2 separate regions of the Zea mays genome follow, and region 1 is linked to region 2. A link is a contact called in public Hi-C data. All regions are on one chromosome and are shown on one strand. The core of a region is the stretch at or near the end of the contact, and the rest is flanking DNA. Distances in the headings are between cores, read along the strand shown. Region 1 holds the start of LOC100284660 (cytosolic purine 5-nucleotidase). Region 2 holds the start of LOC100272304.

What was found. A called contact is a pair of places that touch in the nucleus more often than the background predicts.
Region 1: a Hi-C map of leaf mesophyll shows a contact between it and region 2, with 2.3 times the contacts expected there. The contact joins the promoter of LOC100284660 here to the promoter of LOC100272304 in region 2. A contact is called at or near these places in 4 of 25 Hi-C or Micro-C datasets (ear, leaf, leaf mesophyll and 1 more).

What each region holds. Positions count from the first base shown.
Region 1 is chr1:289,497,726-289,502,860 of Zm-B73-REFERENCE-NAM-5.0, forward strand. LOC100284660 (cytosolic purine 5-nucleotidase) reads right to left here and starts at 3,353. Exons shown (of 17, transcript NM_001157555.2): 1 at 2,710-3,353; 2 at 1,929-2,191; 3 at 520-597. The coding sequence starts at 2,851.
Region 2 is chr1:289,273,325-289,277,883 of Zm-B73-REFERENCE-NAM-5.0, forward strand. LOC100272304 reads left to right here and starts at 2,872. Exons shown (of 16, transcript NM_001359596.1): 1 at 2,872-3,490; 2 at 3,617-3,694; 3 at 3,787-3,903. The coding sequence starts at 3,443.

The DNA of each region.
Region 1 (5,135 bases), core at 2,103-4,602, 220 kb after region 2:
TCCCACTAACCAGTAAAAAACTTTTCACATTGATAACTAACACTCGATACTTCCAAAATAATGTTGATTCTCAGTGAGCAATTAATAATATTATTGAGGAACTGCAAATGTTAGCTCAAAAATAGTGATTATGGTTCAAACTATAATAATGTAATACATAAGAATAGGTAGAACACTTAGCAAAAGATGCATCAATTAGTTTGACAAGACGCATTCTATTGGTCCAAAATCATGTAATCACCGACATCAAGCTTCAAATATGAATATGAAAAAGTGTGGAGATGTGATTATTGTAAACCATATTGTGGCTGGGCCCTTAGCCGATAATACAACAGAGCCTTTTGTTTCCAAGCAGGTTGGGCCTTCATTGATAACAAGAAAATTTATTTTATGTTTTGGACAATTAGAATTTACAACAGAAAACTTCCAGCAACTTGTTCTTGTTTTACTAAGTGGCAGTGTAATATTACTATATTATTTCCAAGCAACTAGGGGCAAAGTTAAGAGATAATAACTGACCTTCAAGATATTTCCTCTCTTCTTATCGAGAACTAGTCCTCTGACCATATATTTCCAATCAAATTCCCAAGTCAACAGCTGCATAACCAAAGAATAGTAAAATCAAATTCTGAACCTAAACAAGCACAACGTGGAATGTGCTTTGTTGCTTTCATAAAGATTCAGTATGTAAAGGTGAATTCTGGAATCAAGGCAAATGTACTCCACTAGAAAATGTTTCTGCTTAATAAGTGGATAGCAAGTTTCATTCTCCAATGTGTTTAACTTTACAAGTGCACCACTCAGTGAGCCCCCACTAAGATAAATAGCAACAACTCCAATGAGGATTTTTAATCAAGAACAGCACCAACGTGCAACGTTATGCAGCCGTAACTCCATAAAAGTAAATACAGGTAGAGTGTACTAATTCATCTTTGCTTCCATAACCAGAAGACAATGTGCTTCCTTGCCATCACTATAGAAATGCTGCCACAAACTACCGAATTGCATGCTAAACTCAGTAAGTAGTCCAGGCTCTAAAAGGATAATATCTGATAGACTAAAAGTACATAGTGATACATAAGAGCATCTCCAACAGCGTGACCTATAAAAATACCCTATAAAAATTTAAAAATGAGTAAAATTTTATAGGATTTAGGGCACCAACAAAATACTTTGCTCCAACAGTAAAGCCTCAAATTTAGTTTATAGAGCAGCCCACTAAGAGCATCTCCGATAGGAACCCCACACGGGGTTCTATTTAGAAATATAGAACTCTAGCACCAAAAACATATTCCAATAGGTGCTCTATTTTACAAAAATTCATCAAACCATTATAGGGCTCGGCCTCTCGGGTTCTAAATATAGTACCCCATATACCGGAGCCCTATCCTCATTTGTACACTATTCCTAATTTTTTATTTGCTAAATAACATGGTTTATTTCCTAATAATATGATATAGGGCTCGATTGTTGGAGCTGCAAACGTTTTTTTGGCCCTAAACACTTTAAATCAAGTCTTTTTTTACTTTTGAGGACTCAAATATTGGACTTCTTGTTGGAGATGTTCTAAGGTGTAGTAATGTAGTATATTTGAGACACTTGAGACTTGAGAGAGTGCCCTATAATTTTTTTACCAAGTTTTATAAAATAAGGCACTGTTGGAGTAGTTTTTTTGTAGAGCCCTATATTTCAATTTGAGGCACCAATTTGAGCCATTATTGCTACTGGAACACCCAAACAGTACAATCATGGACACATTGGAAAACAATTAAAGCGACTATATGTCTATGTGCCGTTAATTATCTTTCTTGCATGCATTGAAAGGTCAATATACAAATAAATTCAAAACCGGCACATCTATATGAAAGTAATCAACCTGGATATTTTATCTTGATGTGTTAAGAAAATTTGCATTCCTTAGCACTAACCTCTTCAGGGTAGCGGAGATCCTTCACAAGCTTCTCTATTGTACCATAGTAAGCAAGGGACTCGAAGGTTTCAGGCTTGTACTGTGCCAGAGTGTAGTCCATATCAAATCCCACTGCTGTGATGTTCCTCATGTTGAGTGACCTGTTGCAGAATACCTCCTTCCCGACAGAAATGCTTCTCGGTTCTGCCGAAGGTGATGACCATACTGCCCCAGTGGACGCTGTCTCCACCGCACCGCTGTCCATCCTTGCAGCAGTGCAACCTGATTGGAGATCAGCACGTCAAGTGTTGCAAGAGCATACAATCTAAACTGAAGAATGCTAACCGTACTTCACGATTGGTGGAGAAAAACGTTGTTTCAATCAGGAATTATGACACAGTTGGTTAAAAGTTAAAACGTTAGAGGTTAGATGACCAACGTATTTCAAGGATATACGGGCAAAATTTGTAGTTCTCACGAGAATAAAACAACTAACGCTGAATAACAAGATGATGATGCAAAATGCAGAATCCATCAAATTCCAACAAAAATCCACAATCTCGGCATGGCATCACGACTCGCCAAAGTGCACCGGGTAACCCAATGAAATCCACAAACTCTGTTCGGGAATTCCTTGGAAACAACCGTCAAAGTCTGGGTGAGGTCGGAGGTATACAAGGCAGAACATCTCGCGCGAGCGAAACCGGTCAAATAGCACGAGAATCGCACGAGAAGAGTGGGCAAAATTCTCACCCTACAGAGAAAGTCCTCACGAATGCACGGAAGAAGCGCGTACGTACCCCTGGAGCCGGAGACCGACGCGGCGGCGGCGGAGGCGGCGGGCGAGCAGGACGAGGACGCGGATGCGAAGAAGAGGAGCAGCGGAGGCGAAAGGGGCGCGAGGTGGAAAGCGGCGGCGAGAGGCCTCCTAGAGAATAGCATGATCGCTGGCTCCCAGCCCGGCGCGCTTTAAATAGGAGACGAGGAGGAGTGCCGGATGCGACGAGGGAGAGAAGACGGGGGGGCGATGGAAACGTGACCGTTGTGCGGGGGAGGGAATAAATGCGGCGCTACCGCGCTAGGTGGAGGACGGGATGAAGAATCCCGATGGGGCCGGGTGGTGCTGGTGCTGGCGCGCGTGAGCGACGGGAGGCCGGGCACCGCCGCGCGGCGGCGTCATCTCATCTCGCCGAGCTGGCCTGCGCCGGGCATTGGCCGACGAGCGGGCGGAGGCGCGGGCCGCGTGGGGGGTGACGGGGCAAGTGGCGCGGGGATCGTGTGCGGATTCGGATGCGGATGCGGTTGCGGTTGCTGCAGCACGGAACAGAGCTCGCGTGCGTGGGAAGCAGGCAAGCAGCAGCGGGCGCGGGCGGACGAACGGACGGGGCGAGGGCTGGGCTGGTGGTGGAGGAACTGCTGGTGCTGGCTTGGGATGGGATGGATGCGTATTCGTTCGAGTTGGCCGCTGTGGTGACGTTGCCCCCACTGGCCACTGGTAACGGATGACGCGCGCCGCTTTCCCTCCCGCGACTTGGCTCCGGGCACACGCGCCTCCGTACCCAAAGGCCAAAGACTAGGGCAGGAGGAGTGGAGAACAAAACGGAGGATGCACCGGTAAGATGTGGATAAGAATGTCGACGATGAGAATAATGGATGGAGGGATAAGTGCTTGACGTAATTGAAGAGAGGATTAAATCACTTTTTAATCAAATTTAATAAAAATGATTTAATTTCTCCAATCACATTCAGATTAGGATGGCAACGGATAATTCCTCGTCGAGTTTTAGCTCTCATACCCGTTCCCGCGACGGAAAAAATTTTCCCATAAAGAACCCCACGAACGCTTGCAAAGGACATTTCTTTCTCATCACCGTTCCCCGCCGGAATAAATCTCCATCGGGGATCCCCATCACCACTTAAATTATAATTAGATCGTAATTCATTTGTTATTAATGTAAACCATTGTCAATTATACACATTGTTAGATGTAAAAAATCATTATGTGTACATTAAAATGACCATATTTGTACAACGGGTGATCTCTTGATAAGTTAATTATTTATTTTTATCATTAAATACTACATGAAAATATCGTCACATGTAAGTTTAACGGGTCCCTGCGGGGAACGGAGACGGGTATAGGTGTACATTCGGGCCGCCCGGCCCGGCCCGGCCCAAGCCCGAAAAGGCCCGGCACATTTAATTTCGGGTCGGCCCGGCCCAATATTAAATTCGGGTCGTGCCGTGCCGGCCCACGGGCCGACCCCTCGGCCCACGGCCCGGCCCGTATTTCACTAAACGTGTCGTGCTTTAAACTGGCGGCCCGAAAATAATAAAGGCCCGAAATACAAAAATGGCCACGGTTGCCGGAGTGCTGGAGCTCGTGGGGGCAGGGGCGACTCCGGTAGCGCTCGTGCAGGGGCGGCCGCGGCTCCGGTCGGCGGTCGCGCTCGGCCGCTCGAGCAGGCCGCAAGGGCGCAGGGACGCAGGGCGCAGAGGCGGCTCCGGTAGCGCTCGCGCAGGGGAGGTCGCGGCTCCGGTCGCCGGTCGCGCTCGGCCGCTCGCGCGGGCCGCACTGCCGCAGGGGCGCACTGCCGCACTGCCGCACTCGTCGGTCGCGCTCCGGTCAGCGGTCGGCGGTCGCGCTGGAGCCTGGCTGGCCGCCTTGGAGATGGGAATCGGGATGGAGATGGGAGTCGCCGAGTTGGGATCGGGACACAGCCACACGAGACGGGAAAGACGGCGGCCGCCGGCTGGTCACGGACTCACGGGAGTAGGACGTAGGGTTTCAGGTTTCCATTTGGCAATTAGCATTTGGCAACAGCAACACCGGGCAACAGCACTTTAGGCCTGCAGGCTGGAATATGGAAATGGGCCGCGCGACCGCGCTTTAGGCCTCTGCTGGCCTGCAGGCTGCAGCTGCCGAGGACGCATTTTCGGGTCTTTTCGGGTCTGCTTAAACGGGCCGGGCTCATGCCCGCCCGTGGGCCTCAGCGTCGGCCCAAGCACGGCTCGATGCAACGGGCTGGGCCGGGCCGGGCCGGCCCAAAATAATTTCGTGTCGTGCCGTTCTTGGGCCGTGCTTTTTTTCGTGCTTCGTGCCCGCCCATTAAGTCCGGCCCAAATGTACACCTATAGAGACGGGGAACCGTCCCCGTTTACTCGTCGAGCGAGAATTTTTCCCCATTTATATTCTCGTGGGAGAAAAACTTCTCCATCCCCATTC
Region 2 (4,559 bases), core at 1,622-4,121:
GGACTTCACAAATTTTTTGGATGTTATAATTTTGCATACCGAAAATACACCAAGGCCCCGATGATCGGCTACCACACTAAGTGGCCGACCGGGTGGACAATCGAATGGTTCTACGTGAAAGCTGATGAGAAGAAGAGGGAAAAACTCATGACTATGGTTATGAGTCCTCTGAGGTTGAGCTTCGGGATGACAAGGCCATTATGCAATATGCAACTCGGCTCCCCATGTCAGGTGGCCGAAGCGAATTTAGAGTGGTGGTTGCTGAAATTAGCACTATGGACTTAGTGCAGGAATACCTGGCAAATAAAACATTTCCAACTTGTAACGGTCGGGGCATGCCAAAGAAGATGGAAGTATGAAAGAAATATGAACTTGTTCGTCTTCCCTTTCGCTTCAAGTTTGAAGAACAATTCAAGAAACTGTGTATTGAATGGCTAGAAATAATAGAAACTATGTGTAACGAAATTCTTGGAAATTACACGAAGAAAGAAGATCAGCTAATGACCGCTGCCTTCGGTACCTGGCCAAAACGAAGGCTAAATCGGGTAATGGATGCCCTGAACTTCGAGTACCCGGACTATGACAGACTTGACGAAGGGGTCGGGGAGCGAAAAGAAAAAAGGTTGTTAGCATTCTGAGGAGGCAACCTGCCCGATCTGTGAAGGAAGATGAAGAGGCCTTGAAGAGGATGAAAATAGCGTCGGAACCGAAGGCACCAGCTCCTAAGAAACGGAAACTTGACAAGATACCTTCTGCCGAACCGAAGGTACATGATGCACCGGAAAAAAAACCTTGAACCCTCCGTCACCTTCTGCTGCCGAAGTGTTAGAAACTTTGAAGGTAATGACTGAATCACCACCATTCAAGTTGCTAAGTCCTCTGGGATTAGAACTGACCAAACTTTTACAAAAAAAGAAAATTCCTTCGGCTACCGACGGAAGAGACGGGGGACAGAAAAAGCGACGTATGATGAACATACTCCATGCAATTGAGCAAACACCGCCTCCAGCTTCGGCAGACAAGACTGTCAAATCTACTGATGCCAAAGCTGCCTTTGCAACTGAAGGCGAAGATCTCACGACCACCATATCCAGAATTGACAAGATTATATCAGACGTGGCTGTGGAAAAGGAGGTGGCCATATAAGTGTTAGACAAAGGGAATAAGGCTAAGGAAATCTCTTCGGAAGAAGCAGACTTCGACCTACGGCACCTGGGTGGCCAGCAGCTTTCCAAAGAAGATATGACAGAGTTGAAGGATTTTGCTATCAACTGCGGCTACCAGCCAGAGTCCACGCTCTTTGGTGTGGTACTGTGGTGGACGAAGAGCGGATTATCCGCCCTCCAAGAACGTATGGTCTGCAATTAGGAGTCAGTACTATCCGGGCTGAAGCACACATGGACTTATGCAAACTTGTAATCCCTATGGTTAGGTCTGCGGACGGTTCAGGGCAAAAGCCCGAACAGTCCGTAGAACAAAAGTTAAAATACCTCTCGAGAGGGAGCACTCCTGCTTGAGGAACGATCCATCGACCACTGAACATACCAACTTTTCAAACATGCTTTTGAAAAGATTTTAACTATCGAAACCAAAAGCGCGGTTAGTCCTCATGCAATGTAAAGGCTCTATGAGGCTCTAGCGGGAGTGATTATTTACAAGCGCAATCATACTATTTTTTAGTGACGTGCGGTGTAAAATATATGTCGATGTCAAAATTACGAGTACTGTACTATATGTGCGGGCCTGGTCGCCTCGCCGTTGGCTCCAAGCAAATTTGACTTTCGAATTTCGTTCTGTCTGCTACTTATATATACCAGCTCGATCTGAATCTAAAAACGCAAACATGAGTCCAGTTTGTAGTTGGACGCTTAACTTTTCTTCACGGGGTGTCTCGAAATTGAAACAGACAGGTTTGATCCGTTCAAGTTCAACTCCAGAGGGCGGGCTGGCTGGTACAGGTACAGCGCGTCGGGCATCGGCTAGCTCATCAAGTTAAGGCGGCCCACGGCCGGAACAGAGAGTGCATGTGTATTGTACAGCACACTTGCATCGCCTCGTCGCTGACATCCACGGAATCAGCGTAGGTGTACCGCTTCGCAGCAGCACTACTGGCGGGCAGTAGTGCATGTACGATGACGATGGATTGCTGGCGGCCAATCAGCGCCTGCACTGCAGGGTGTTAAAGTGTGTACGCATGGATGCAACTACACATGCATGGATGGACATGGCATGACACCAACGGTTAATAATGTTATAATGACCTTAATTTGTTTTTCCGTTCAATGGCCTCACACTATACGGCTGCTTTTATTACCGCTAGTGTTGGCACCCACACACGCTTACGTTACGGGAGAGCTAATTTGTGTTGTGCGTTTCAATACAATCGAGGACCGTGCAGGGTGCGTACAACGTAACGGAAATGTGGCGTAACACGGTATTATTCCCGTACACGCTACTGTAGCATCCAATTCCAGATTTTACCCTTACGTACGTACATGAAGGCGATGGGAGAGACCAGACGTCCAGACCAGCGAGGAGAGACCAGACCAGCGAGGCGAGACCTGGCAGGCCGGGGATCACCGCAAAATGGCAGCGCAGGCTCGTCGTCGCCGGGGCCGCGTCGTGTACCGGAGGCGCAGAGGGCCGTTGGCGCTGGCGAGCCCGGGCCGGGACTGGTCCCACCCCTACCTCCTCCTCACCTCGACCCCCTTCTCGTTCCGTGTCGCCTTCTCCGCCGTGGCCGCGACAGCTGCCGCGAATTAATTATTCGCCCACCATTAAAACACCTCCGCCCCCTTCGCGACCTCCTCCAGTCCTCCCCAACTCCTCTCCATATCTCCACCCTTCCTCAGTTCCTCTCTCGTCTCTCATCTCATCCACTCCCGTCCCAGAATCTCCGTACACGCTTCCTCCTCGCCGTCGTGCCACCCCACCAAACCACGCCTGAACTGCCATTTCCCCCGTTTTTTCCCCTCTCGCGCAAGGCGTAACCGGTGCGTCGTGGGGGGTAGTTTCGGCCGAGGGAAGCGCGGCGCGGGACCGGGCGCGTTTCAGAATTCAGACCGGCCGGCCGGCCGCGGGGAGGGCGCCGCGAGATCGCATTGTGGCGGACGCGGCCGGGTCACCGCGGCATTCCGCTCCGGGGGTGTCCGTGGCTGCTCGAGGCTTTTGCTTGTTTGTCTCTTACCTCTTGCGTTGCGTCGGGCGGCGGGGCTCGAGGTTGGTGGCCGGCCAGGCGCAGCGTCTCCTTTTCGCGGTCGCCTTTCCGGAGCGGCTGCCGCCGCTGCTGGTGCCTGGTGGGGACGCGCTTCGCCTTTCCGCCGCCTCGGCGTGGCGTGATTCCGAAGCGTTGCCGGGGTTGTACTGGTTGCTGGTAGATAGAAAAACACCGCATCTTTTTTGGAGGGCTCGTCTCGGCTGGCACGAAGGTTCCTCGCGGACAATGCCGAGCATCCGAGCTCCGGCGTCCAAGCAGACGGCCACGCTACAGGTGCGCCACCACTACCATTCTCCCGTGGACGGCCTAGCTCCTGGGAAACTGCATTCTCGCTGCTTAACTGCTAGCATTGCTCATCGTGTGCGCAATTGTAATCGTGACGATGCATTCCGACTGCAGGTGGCTGTCAAGTGCAGGCCATTGACCGACACCGAGCAGCGGCGTTCGCGGCATATTATACAGGTCATTGATGACAAGGTACCCCCGCGCTGCGCTTCTGGTGTGTCGATGGATTTGCTCTTTGCAATTGGTGGTGACAATGTGACGGTTTACACGCTTTTCGCTCATAGACTGTGGTCGTGCTGGACCCTGATCTGTCAAAGGATTATCTGGACCTCATCCAGAACCGGACCAAGGAAAGGAGCTATACCTTCGATCATGTGTACGCGCCTGGGTGCTCCAATTCGGTATGTGATAGTGAAGTTTGCTCTGCTCTCATCAGTTATTGCTTCGCCTGCTTTTGACATTGGCTTCAGTAGCTCCACATAGCATCTTTCCGGAATCTTCATCTCAGCTTGGTTCTTCCCGACCTTCTCATTTCTTGCTTCCCAGAAATGATGCAATGGAAGACCAAACCACCAACTCATTTTTATCATGAATTGCTTGAATTAGGCGTGTCTCGTGCTCTGGACAGTTGTTGAAACAATACTACGGAGTACTGACATGTACAAACTACTGGTTGCTGGTACTAGCCTACTGGCTACTAGGGGTATCCCGTGCCTGTACAGTTGGAGCAATACTACTGGCATCTAAAGGGCCAATGAGCAGGTTCTTTTCAGTCTGTGCTGTAGCTAACCCGTGATGTAGACTTTACTATTAGGTATCTACCTAATGCAGACGTCTTCAAGGAAGTAGTTTTGTTGTACGGTTGAATTTTGAATTATTGATTACTATGACCCTTGAACTTCAATTCAGATGTTTTGTCTAGTGAATGTATGCCAGGACTTCAAGCATGTGCTAAACTGACCCAACAAATCAGATGTTTGAACTTTTGTTAATCTTCTAGGTTTACAAATTAATCATATTGTTTTTTATTTGTGTTAACAGAATAGTAGTAGGAATA